Regions from separate parts of the Macaca mulatta genome. Here region 2 is linked to region 1. A link is a contact called in public Hi-C data. All regions are on one chromosome and are shown on one strand. The core of a region is the stretch at or near the end of the contact, and the rest is flanking DNA. Distances in the headings are between cores, read along the strand shown. Region 1 holds the start of ZNF678 (zinc finger protein 678). Region 2 holds the start of LOC114669944 (zinc finger protein 717-like).

What was found. A called contact is a pair of places that touch in the nucleus more often than the background predicts.
Region 2: a Hi-C map of fetal cortical plate shows a contact between it and region 1, with 2.0 times the contacts expected there. The contact joins the promoter of LOC114669944 here to the promoter of ZNF678 in region 1. A contact is called at or near these places in 2 of 14 Hi-C or Micro-C datasets (fetal cortex germinal zone and fetal cortical plate).

What each region holds. Positions count from the first base shown.
Region 1 is chr1:85,283,308-85,288,252 of T2T-MMU8v2.0, forward strand. ZNF678 (zinc finger protein 678) reads left to right here and starts at 3,599. Exons shown (of 5, transcript XM_077939114.1): 1 at 3,599-3,769.
Region 2 is chr1:85,491,723-85,496,589 of T2T-MMU8v2.0, forward strand. LOC114669944 (zinc finger protein 717-like) reads right to left here and starts at 3,551. Exons shown (of 5, transcript XM_077939282.1): 1 at 3,470-3,551.

The sequences.
Region 1 (4,945 bases), core at 2,349-4,848:
GGCCCCACAAGACACCAGACAAGACCTCCGCTCCAGAACGCATGGGCTGCTTTCCCCAGGGGAAGGACATTGCCTTCGCCAGCCACCAGGAAAACCGTCCCTGTGCACTCGGAATCCCTTTGCCACCAACTTCTATAAACTCCAGTCCCAAGGACAGGAGACAGACCCAGGCCTCGGCCCGGTGGGCATGCTTGGCGCCACAGCTCTTGCCAGAGGGACGGGTGCACTCGACAAATCTCGGGGCCCACCGCCCCAAGAGGACAGGGAGGAACCAACAAAGGAAAAACCCTACGAAACGGACCATCAAAGCAACCAATCCAACAAAAAACACGTCTCACGGCTCCTTTGGGTCACTCCGTTAGCCCTTCCACCCTGTTCTGGCCCAGCCCAAGCCCCCTCCACCCTACCCCGGCCTGCTTAAAGGGGCCCTGTCTACCGGAGCAGAACGCTCCCTCTCCAAGGCTCTAGGGCTCTCTAGGTCCCTCACCCTCTCTCTTCTTCTTCCCCCTCCACCTCGTGCTCTTTCTGTCGCCTGCTCTCTCGCGCGCTCTCTCTCTCTCTCTCTCTCCCTCTCTCCTGACTCACTGTCTCTCTATCACTGTCTCTCTCTCTCCCTCCGTTTCTATGTCTCCATCCCTCTCTCTTGCTCTCATTCAAGCTGTGTGTGTCTGTGTCTTTGTGTGTCTGTGTGTAGGTGTCTGTTTGCAAGACGGGCTGCGAGGGATCCAAAACAATCCCTCAGCGCTAAGGTGGAGGATCGGAGGGCCTGGGCACTGACGCCCTGTCCTGAGCGGCCAGATGTGGTGGAAGCTCGGGAGCTCGGGAGGCAGGGGAAGGCCTGCAGCGTTGGCGGAAGGGAGGCCGCCCGGAGAGTCCGAAGCCTGGGCAGGGGACAGAGGCCTCTGACACCCCCGTTGGGCAGCAGGGCGGCGCCGTGGTGTTCGCGGGACTTGGCTGCCAGCTACTGCCGGAGGCTCTAGGAGGCCGACGGAAGGCGCAGCGAGGCGGCCCGGGGTGCTCAGGTGTAGTGGGGGAGAGCAGCCCATCCCGGGTGCGGGCGAGCGGCTCCGGGGTCCGCCATCCGAGCCCCGCGCCCCCGGGGTGGCGGGGACGCCTGGAGTCTGGTAGGCGTGATTGGACCCAGTTCTTGGGGCGGCCAGGCGCCACTGTCAGGGTCTACGTCCATACCAACCTGAACGCGCCCCATCTCCTCTGATCTAGTGAAGCTAAGCAGGGTCGGCTGGGTGAGTACTTGGATGGGATTCCGCCCGGGAATACCGAGTGCTGAAGGGATTTTGTCTGCTTGCTTCCTAACCGCCCTCTGACTCTTCCTAACCTTCCCCTTTTATCTGCTTGCTTCCTAACCGCCCTCTGTGCTCCCCCCTTTTCCGCCCTGCTGCGCCCCCGCAGCAGCCCGGGACCTAGGGGTCCCCCACTGCACCACCGCCAGGCAGCAGCATCCCACCTCTCCCGCCTCGCCGCAGCCCCAGCAGGAGCCCGGGTTGTGGCTGGCCGGGGCCCGACCCTGAAGGCGTAGAGGCGGGTTCCCTGCTGTCCTGGGTGTCTTCCTGCTCCCGGGAGGCGCAAGCACTTCAATTCAATCATGCGGCGCCGCCGCCACCGTCCAAGCCCAGGGAAGGGGCCGGCAGGGGTAGCGGGCCCCGCAGACGCCAGCCAAGACCCCCGCTCCAGAACGCATGGGCTGCTTCCCCCTCGGGGAAGGTCATTGCCTTCATTAGCCACCAAAACAACCGTCCCTGTGCACCCAGAATCCCATTGCCACCAACTTCGTGTAAACTCTAGTCCCGAGGACACGAGAGAGACGCAGGCCTCCGGCTCCCTGGGCACGCTCGTCGCCTCCGCTCTAGCTAGACGGATGCGCGCACTCTACAAATCTCGGGGCCCACCGCACCAAGAGGACAGGGAGGAGCCAACAAAGGAAAAACCCTAAGAAACGCACCCCCAAATCAACCAATCCAAGAAAAAACACGTTTCAGGGCTCCCTTGGTTCACCCGCGTGGGCGGCCTGCCACCCTGTTCTGGCCCAGCCCAAGCACCCTCCACCCTACCCAGGCCTGCTCAATGGGGCCCTGTCTACCAGAGCAGAGGACTCCCTCTCTAAGGTTGTATGGCTCTCGCTCTCTATCTCCCTCACCCTTTCTCTTCTTTCCCCTCCACCATGCACCCTTTCTTTCGCGTTCTCTCTCTCTCTCTCCCCTCCGTCACTCTGTCTCTCTCTCTCTATCGCTGTCTCTCTCTTCCTCCCTTTTTCTCTCCATCCCTTTCTCTCTTGCTCTCCCTCAAACTATCTGTCTCTTTCTCTGTGTGTGTGTGTATGTGTGTACCTGCGCGAGTGCGCCAGTGTGTGTCTGTGTGGGGAGGGCCGGGGTGGGGAGGGGGTTGGTTTTGCTCGTGGTGGTCGTGAGATGTGTCTGGGTGTGCTTCAGCCCCTCTCTCCCGGGATCCAGGATGTGTGTGCTGGGGGGAAGCAGTGGAAAGGGTGTTGAAGGAAGGTGACAATCAGCTTCGTGGAGGGCACTGACAGGCCATTATTCCTGTGGCTTGGCAAATTTTCTGTTTGAACTTATTTCTTGTTAAGGGTCCAAGTGTACCGACTATGGGAATAAGAAAAGAAGAATAGCTCTGAACAGCTGAAGCTCTGTGAGGTACAAAAGATTTTTCTGGCCCAGAGAGACTTGAGTATGGGATTTGAGACACACCTCCACACCCTTTCCCAGAGGCAATTGTTTAAAGGTATGTTGTTCCTAAGGAGCTGCCTCATCTGGAATTTGTGATACAAAGAACAATGTATAGCCAGTCAGTGGCTTATGGATTTTAATGTAAATTTTTGATGAAAATTTTAGGAACTGCGTCTTTTCTCAAAATCCACTTGTAATGGCTACTAATTGGAGTGTATATTCAGGGCAACTTTATGCTCTCAGGTAGGTATCCTGAACATGTGCCCTTGAATATGCTTTTGAAAATAGATTCTGACTTTTTTATTATGATGGGTTGACAGGGGACTGGCCTGGGACACCTGCCTGGATGTAAATACCCCAACCATTAGCTGCCCTGCCCAGCAGAGGAGGCGGGTGGACAGCAGGTCCCCTTTGGTCAGAAACACATGCATTGCGTAGTTGTTCTACAGCTGGGTCCTGCTTGCTAGGACAGTCCCACAGGCGCACCGGAATGCACAGGCAGCCTCCCCTTTCCACCCGCCAGCATTCCCAAGCACGCCTCGGCTTCTGACTGGTCTGTGCTTTGGGAGGAAAACTCATCTTCAGGTTTCTCGCCAACAGAAGATGATGATGATGCTGTTCAGACACTCAGGAAAAAAGATTGCAGATTGGCTTAAGAGTGCGCCCTTTATTAAAGATGGTATACATGTAAAGACATGGAACAATTTTGGAAGGATACAAAAAAAAATTGCCCATTTTATTAATAGTCTCATTCAACCCCTTTGCTGACCTCATCTCCTGTCACTCATAACCAAAGGAGGAGGGTCCTGGAGCCCTGTCCAATCAGGGACATTGACGTGGGAATTGTCCAATCAGGAGCGCAGCTTGAGAGGCAGAGGCGGTTTCCGGGATCTGGCGGGGCCTTTGTCTTGCGCTCCAGTTGGAGCTTCGGTCGCGTCTTCTCCGCTATTTATCCTCACCTGCGGGAGGCCCTGGTGACTCTGCTGCTGCAGTGTCTGGTTTCCCTGTGACCTGCAGGTGCTGGGAGTTACGTAGCTAAGATGCCAGGACACACCGAAATCCGGAAAACGGTGAGAGTTCCCTGGAGGGTGTTCCAAGATGGCGGCCCGGCCTCCCCGCATCAGCTGCGGAGTCCGCGGCCCGGAGTCTCTGCTGGCACCTGTGGGATCTGTCACCTCTGGGTAGGGGCGGGGCCGGGCCGCCGCGTGATTCTCCTCCCATCGCTGCGCCGCGGCTTCCGCCCGGGCCTCCGCCCCGGCCTCTCTGGGCAGCTATGAAGCTGCCACCCCGCCAGTCCCCCAAACTGTGTGCTTGGTCCGGAGGGGAGGGTCATCGGGGAGAAGCCCAACTCGGTGTGCGAAACATGCGTGGGAAGAGCTGTTCCATAGGGCTCATCTTAGCTGTGCAGTCCATCCTTTTTCCTGTGAAAAATAAAGGGAGTCACTCTTAAAGCTTTGAAGAGTTTGTTTGAGCAAAGGGAGTTTCTGGAATGGGAGAGCACCCATCTATGGTGTGTGGCTTGTGGGTTTATGGAGGAGGTGCTTGAAGGAAAGGCTTTTGTAGGGTGCATGAGGAAGCAAGCCAAATTTAATAATTGACTGGCGACAGTTACAGTCACTTTATTTGGACTGTACACGTGGAAATTTCCTGGTTATTTAATTAGAGATTAATTGGAGTTTTGCGATTGGTTGAACCTGGATTTTGTTTCCACTTAAGGTAGTCATTAACAAGAAATGCATTTGAGCTACTAGTATTTTTCATGTCGAAACGCAAGACACTAGAGCCACATCTGTCTAATTGCCTGCTAATTATTTTAACACTGCACAAGAGACTGGTTTTCCCCTGCATTTTCCAAATACATGGAAAGCAGAGTCTCAAATCTCCTCCCCTGCTCCCCCAGCCTAACTCTGGCCTGCAATAAAATACTAAATTTTCAGTCTCTTTCCAAAATTCACAAAAACCACCGTCACCTCTTCAATTCACAACATTGTCAGCTATTTGTCTTTTATTGCATACTCCAGGCACAATATTTTAATTAATCATTTTTTCACAGAACATTGGAGGGCACTCTTTGTTGTTGCTATTGTTGTTTTGTTTTTGTTTTTTCTTTAAGAAGGAGTCTCGCTCTGTAGCCCAGGCTGGAGTGCAGTGGCGCGATCTTGGCTCACTGCAACCTCTGCTTACCGGGTTCAGGCGATTCTCCTGCCTCAGCCTCCTGAGTAGCTGGGATTACAGACGCGTGCCAC
Region 2 (4,867 bases), core at 2,301-4,800, 210 kb after region 1:
CAGTAAGTCGGCGTTTCGCCTAGCCTGGCATTAGCCTTCCTTACGGCTTTCTCTGCGGCTTGTTGCATCTCTATTCACAAACACTTGATTGGCTATTTCCAGTAACTGTGAGGTATTCATACCCACAAACCCAGCCTGTTTCTGCAATTTTCTCCTGATATCTTCCACACTTTGACTAAGGCCATGTTAATCATGCGCTGATTTTCAGGGCTATCTGGATCAAAAGGAGTGTACATACGGTAAGCCTCACAGTCTTTCATAGAATTGCACTAGACTCTCCTCTTTTCCTTGGATGACCTCAGAGACCACTACATTTGTAGCCTTTTCAGCCCCTTTCTTTAGACCTTCTATTAATGCCTCAGGGTACCACCTTAGCCTCTCCATGTCTGGTCCCTTGTTCGGGTCCCATTGGGGGTCTATTTCTGGCAGTTGAATTCTTATATATTCTTGGGGGTTTTGGTAATCGACTGGGATGTGCTCCTCTAGCCACTTAGTTGCCACCTGGAGCACCCTTCGCCTTTCATCTGCATTAAAGAGGTACGTGAGCAGCTGGTGGCAATCAGCCCAAGCAGGATTATGAGTCTGCGTAATAGTTTGGAGCAAGTCAATTAAAGGTTGAAGCTTTTCAGTGTAAGATGGAGTATTGTTTTTCCAATTGAGAAGGTCAGCAGAGATGAAAGGTTGATACACAAAGGCACGCCTTTCCACCATGTGACCATCCTCATCTACCCCAGTATATCACTGCCCTCTCAGGGGTATTTTATTTGCTGTCTTGGGCCATAAGCAAGCTGCCAAGGGATGAGTTTCTCCCACGGCTTCACTTCCTCTCTTGTCTACTCTGGGTGGTCTAGGGGTGTGGTTATCTGGTGGAGGTGTAAGTGCTGTGGGCTCAGGGATGGGAGAGCCCTTCCTCCCAACAAGGAGGGGGTATTGCTGGTACCAATTCCTGCCACAATTCTTCTGGTGTTGGGTTGGACAGGACTTTTGGGGCCAACTTCCCTCAGCGGGTGGAGCAAGAACCTTCCTTAACTGTCCCTTTGCTACTAGTACTGCTGCTGCCTGTCCTCTTAACCACTGTGGGGGGGTCTAAAACTAGCTGTAACCAAGAATCTATATGTGGGAACTGATCTGGGTACCCTGGCTTACAGGCTACCCTGTGCCATACCTTCAAGACAAGGGATCTGTCCAGGCATCCTTCTGATGGCCAAGCCACCTCTAATGCTGGCCAGTCTATCTCACACAAAGTTCTAAGTTTTCCTGGTGTCATGGTGACTCCATAGTCTCCCTTAAATCCTTTTTTGAAGTTTTTCAACATAGTTCCTAGTGGGGTGGGCTTACTTTGTGCCTGACCCATGTTTCCTCGAGACAAAACACCATGCTCACACCACACGCACACCACAAAACAAAGGGTAAAAAGGGCACACACACACTTTTACAGTTTACACCAAACCAGAACCAAAACCAAAATCAGAGTATCAGGAAATCTAAGCCAGGTCAAAACCAAAACCAAAGTATCAAGCAATCCAAGTCAAGTCAAAAACAAAAACCAAAGTGCTGGTACATGCACACTGTGGGTGATCAGGCCACGCTTCCACTCAAATGGAGTAGACAAGTTCCCAAGACCAGTCCTGTCAAGCAATTTAAACCAAGTCAAAACCAAAATGAAAGTGCCGATAAAGGCACACCGTGGGTGATCAGGCCATGTTTCCACTAAATAGAGTGGGCAAGTTCCTAAGACCAGTCCTGTCAAGCAATTCAAACCAAGTCAAAACCAAAACCAAAACCAAAACCAAACCTAAGTGCCAATAAAGGCATGCCGTGGGTGATCAGGCCACACTTCCACTCAAAAGGAGTGGGCAAGTTCTCAAGACTAGTCTTACCAAGTTTCAGATGTCCAGACTCCAAGTACTAGTTCCTCCCTGGTGTTCAGCCATTGCGTTGATCCTCCATGGGGGCCTGTCACACACTGCTCTGGCAAGGTGTCCCAGTGGGGCAAACGCCTACCCAGGAGTGCTCAGGATCCGTGTCACTCAGGCTGATCAGAGTCCCCTGCAGGGATGTTCCACAGGGCAGGCTTAAGCCGCCCAAGGAGCTGCCTCGACTATCCGCCAATCACCTTGTTTCCTGGTCAGGGAACCAAGAAATGTAGCAGGACGAGCAACAGACAAAACTCCTCAGACACCGAGTTAAAGAAGGAAGGCGTTTATTTAGCCGAGGGCATCAGCAAGACTCCTGTCTCAAGAGCCGAGCTCCCGGAGTGAGCAATTCCTGTCCCTTTCAAGGGCTCACAACTCTAAGGGGGTGCATGTGAGGGGGTTGTGATTGATTAAGCAAGCAGGGGGTATGTGACTGGGGGCTGCATGCACCAGTAATTAGATCGGAACAAAACAGGATGGGATTTTCACAGTGCATTTCTATATAATGTCTGTAATCTATAGATAACATAACCCTTAGGTCAGGAGTCAATATTTACCAGGCCCAGGGTGTGGTGGCAGGCTGTCTGCCTGTGGATTTCATTTCTGCCTTTTAGTTTTTACTTGTTCTTTCTTTGGAGGCAGAAATTGGGCATAAGACGATATGAGGGGGTGGTCTCCTCACCTGAGTCACAAAAACATTAAAATTAGGCCAATTAATAACCGTATAATGGTCTCTAAGTGTTCAAGTAAAAAGAAGAGTCGCACATCTCTCACTTTACATCAAAAACCAGAGATAATTAAGTTTACTGAGGGATGCATGTCAAAAACAGAGGCCAAAAGTTAGGCCTCTTGCACCACTTAGCCAAGTTGTGAGTGCAATGAGAAAGGAAATACGCTATTCCAGTGAACAAACGAGTACAGGAAAGTGAAACAGTTTTATTGCTGATACAGGTAAAGAGTGAGTGGTCTGGATACAAGTCTCTTCAGCTCTATAAAGACCAAGAGAGATGAAGAAATTGCAGAAGATACCAGCAAGAAGTTGGTTCGTGAGGTTCAAGGAACAAAACTGTCTCCATAACATAAAAATGCAAGGTGAAGCAGCAAATGCTGATGGAAAAGTTTTAGCAAGTGACCCAGATCTAGCTAAAATCATACATTTAGGTGACTACACTGAACAGCAGATTTTCAGTGTAAACAGTTTAACACTGGAGGATTTCCTTCCTTCCTAGGGAGACCCGCCAGCTCCCAGCCCTCAATATCCCTTCCATCTCCGGTGGACCCTGGCCGCGCCCTCTTGGAACCCTCTTCTGAGACCAGAGGCCACATCTGCCCACCGGGGGAGCACAGCCTCGGACGCAGCCAGGGACAGCACAACCCCAGTCGCCCCGCACTTCAGCCCCACATCTATGCTTTAGGCCCGGCGGCCTCAAATCCGCCCCTTTGCCTGCTCCAACCAAGGGAGCTCAGTACGCCCACCCACGAACCCCCAAGGCTGGTGGTCTCCCCTTCCGCCTTCGCAACCAACTTCAGGGACGCCCAACCCCACCCCAGACCTGCGGAGTAGTCCAGAGAGCTGCAGGGTTCAAATTTACCAGGAGCGACGGCGGAGTGGGGCAGGGCATGCGCGGAAGGAACCCGGAAGCTCTTTTCCCTTGGTCCTGTGCTGGTGGCGTCATTGGAGAGAGACTACATTTCCCACGCGCCTCTGCGGTGTCCGACCCACCCAGGGAGGAAATGTGTTAACTTCAGGGAGTCAATTCTGCTGCAGTGTCCTGTGGCCTGAGGGTGAGGATTGCGCTCTCCATGGGACAGCAGGGTGGATTCCGCTTGTTTTTGTTTTGTTTTGAAGACGGAGTCTCGCTTAGTCCCCTGGTCTGGAGGGCAGTGGCGCAGTCTCGGTTCACTGCAACCTCCGCCTCCCGGGTTCAAGCGATTCTCGGGCCTCAACCTCTGTGGTGCTGGGACTACAGGCGCCCACCACCACGCCTGGCAAATTTTTGTATTTTTAGTAGAGACAGGAGTTCACTATGTTGGCCAGGCTGGTCTTGAACTCCTGACCTTGTGATCCACCTGCCTCAGCTTCCCAAAGTTCTGGGGTTACAGAAGTGAGCCACTGCTTCCAGCTGGATTCCGCGTCTTTATCAAACCCAGACTGGAACGCTGTGGGGAGGATGGAGAAGCGCCATGTGGGCGCAGCAGTGGGTGATATCCACCTTTAGCTACAGTTCTTTTTGTTAGTGAAAGGTACTGCGGTTATGGAACCCACATCTGCTTTTTGCAGGTGCATCCCAAAGCATTAGAATTGTGTCTGTCTTGTACTTTAAATTTGTTGACAGACAGAAAATTAAGGTTAACACTGTTCGAACCTATTAAAAGATGTTTGTTCTCACCCAGTAAACTAATTTGTGAATCTTCAATGGGTCGTATTACACAGTTGGAAACACTGCTCTAGTATATAGACTACAATAAAACAGCAGGTTCATAGGATGGGTGCACTCCATAATCCTTATGCCAGTTTACACTCCAGCATCTGGTAATTATTTGCCCATGAACTCCAAAGTTTCATCCATCCAGCTATCAAATCTTTAGTTATTTGGTTTGAGTGTGTAAGTAAAACTATTATATATAAAGTTTCAGTGCCGCAAAAGAAATAGCACTCGAATATAAAATTTACTTTTTCTCAGCAAGGCAAGTTACTTCTATATAGAAGAGTGTGCCCTTACATATGGAACAATGGTGAGCGCACACTTGGACAAGGGAGGGGAAGGGGTTCTTAACCCTGACGCACGTGGCACCTGCTGCTGTGTTCTTCCCCTATTGGCTAGGATTAGACCGCACAGGCTAAACTAATTCCAACTGGCGAATTTAAAGAGAAGGATGGGGTGAGTGCGTTGGCAGGAGTCAGGGCAGAGCAGGTAGCAGATAATTGGAATGAGTTAGGGTGGAGCAGG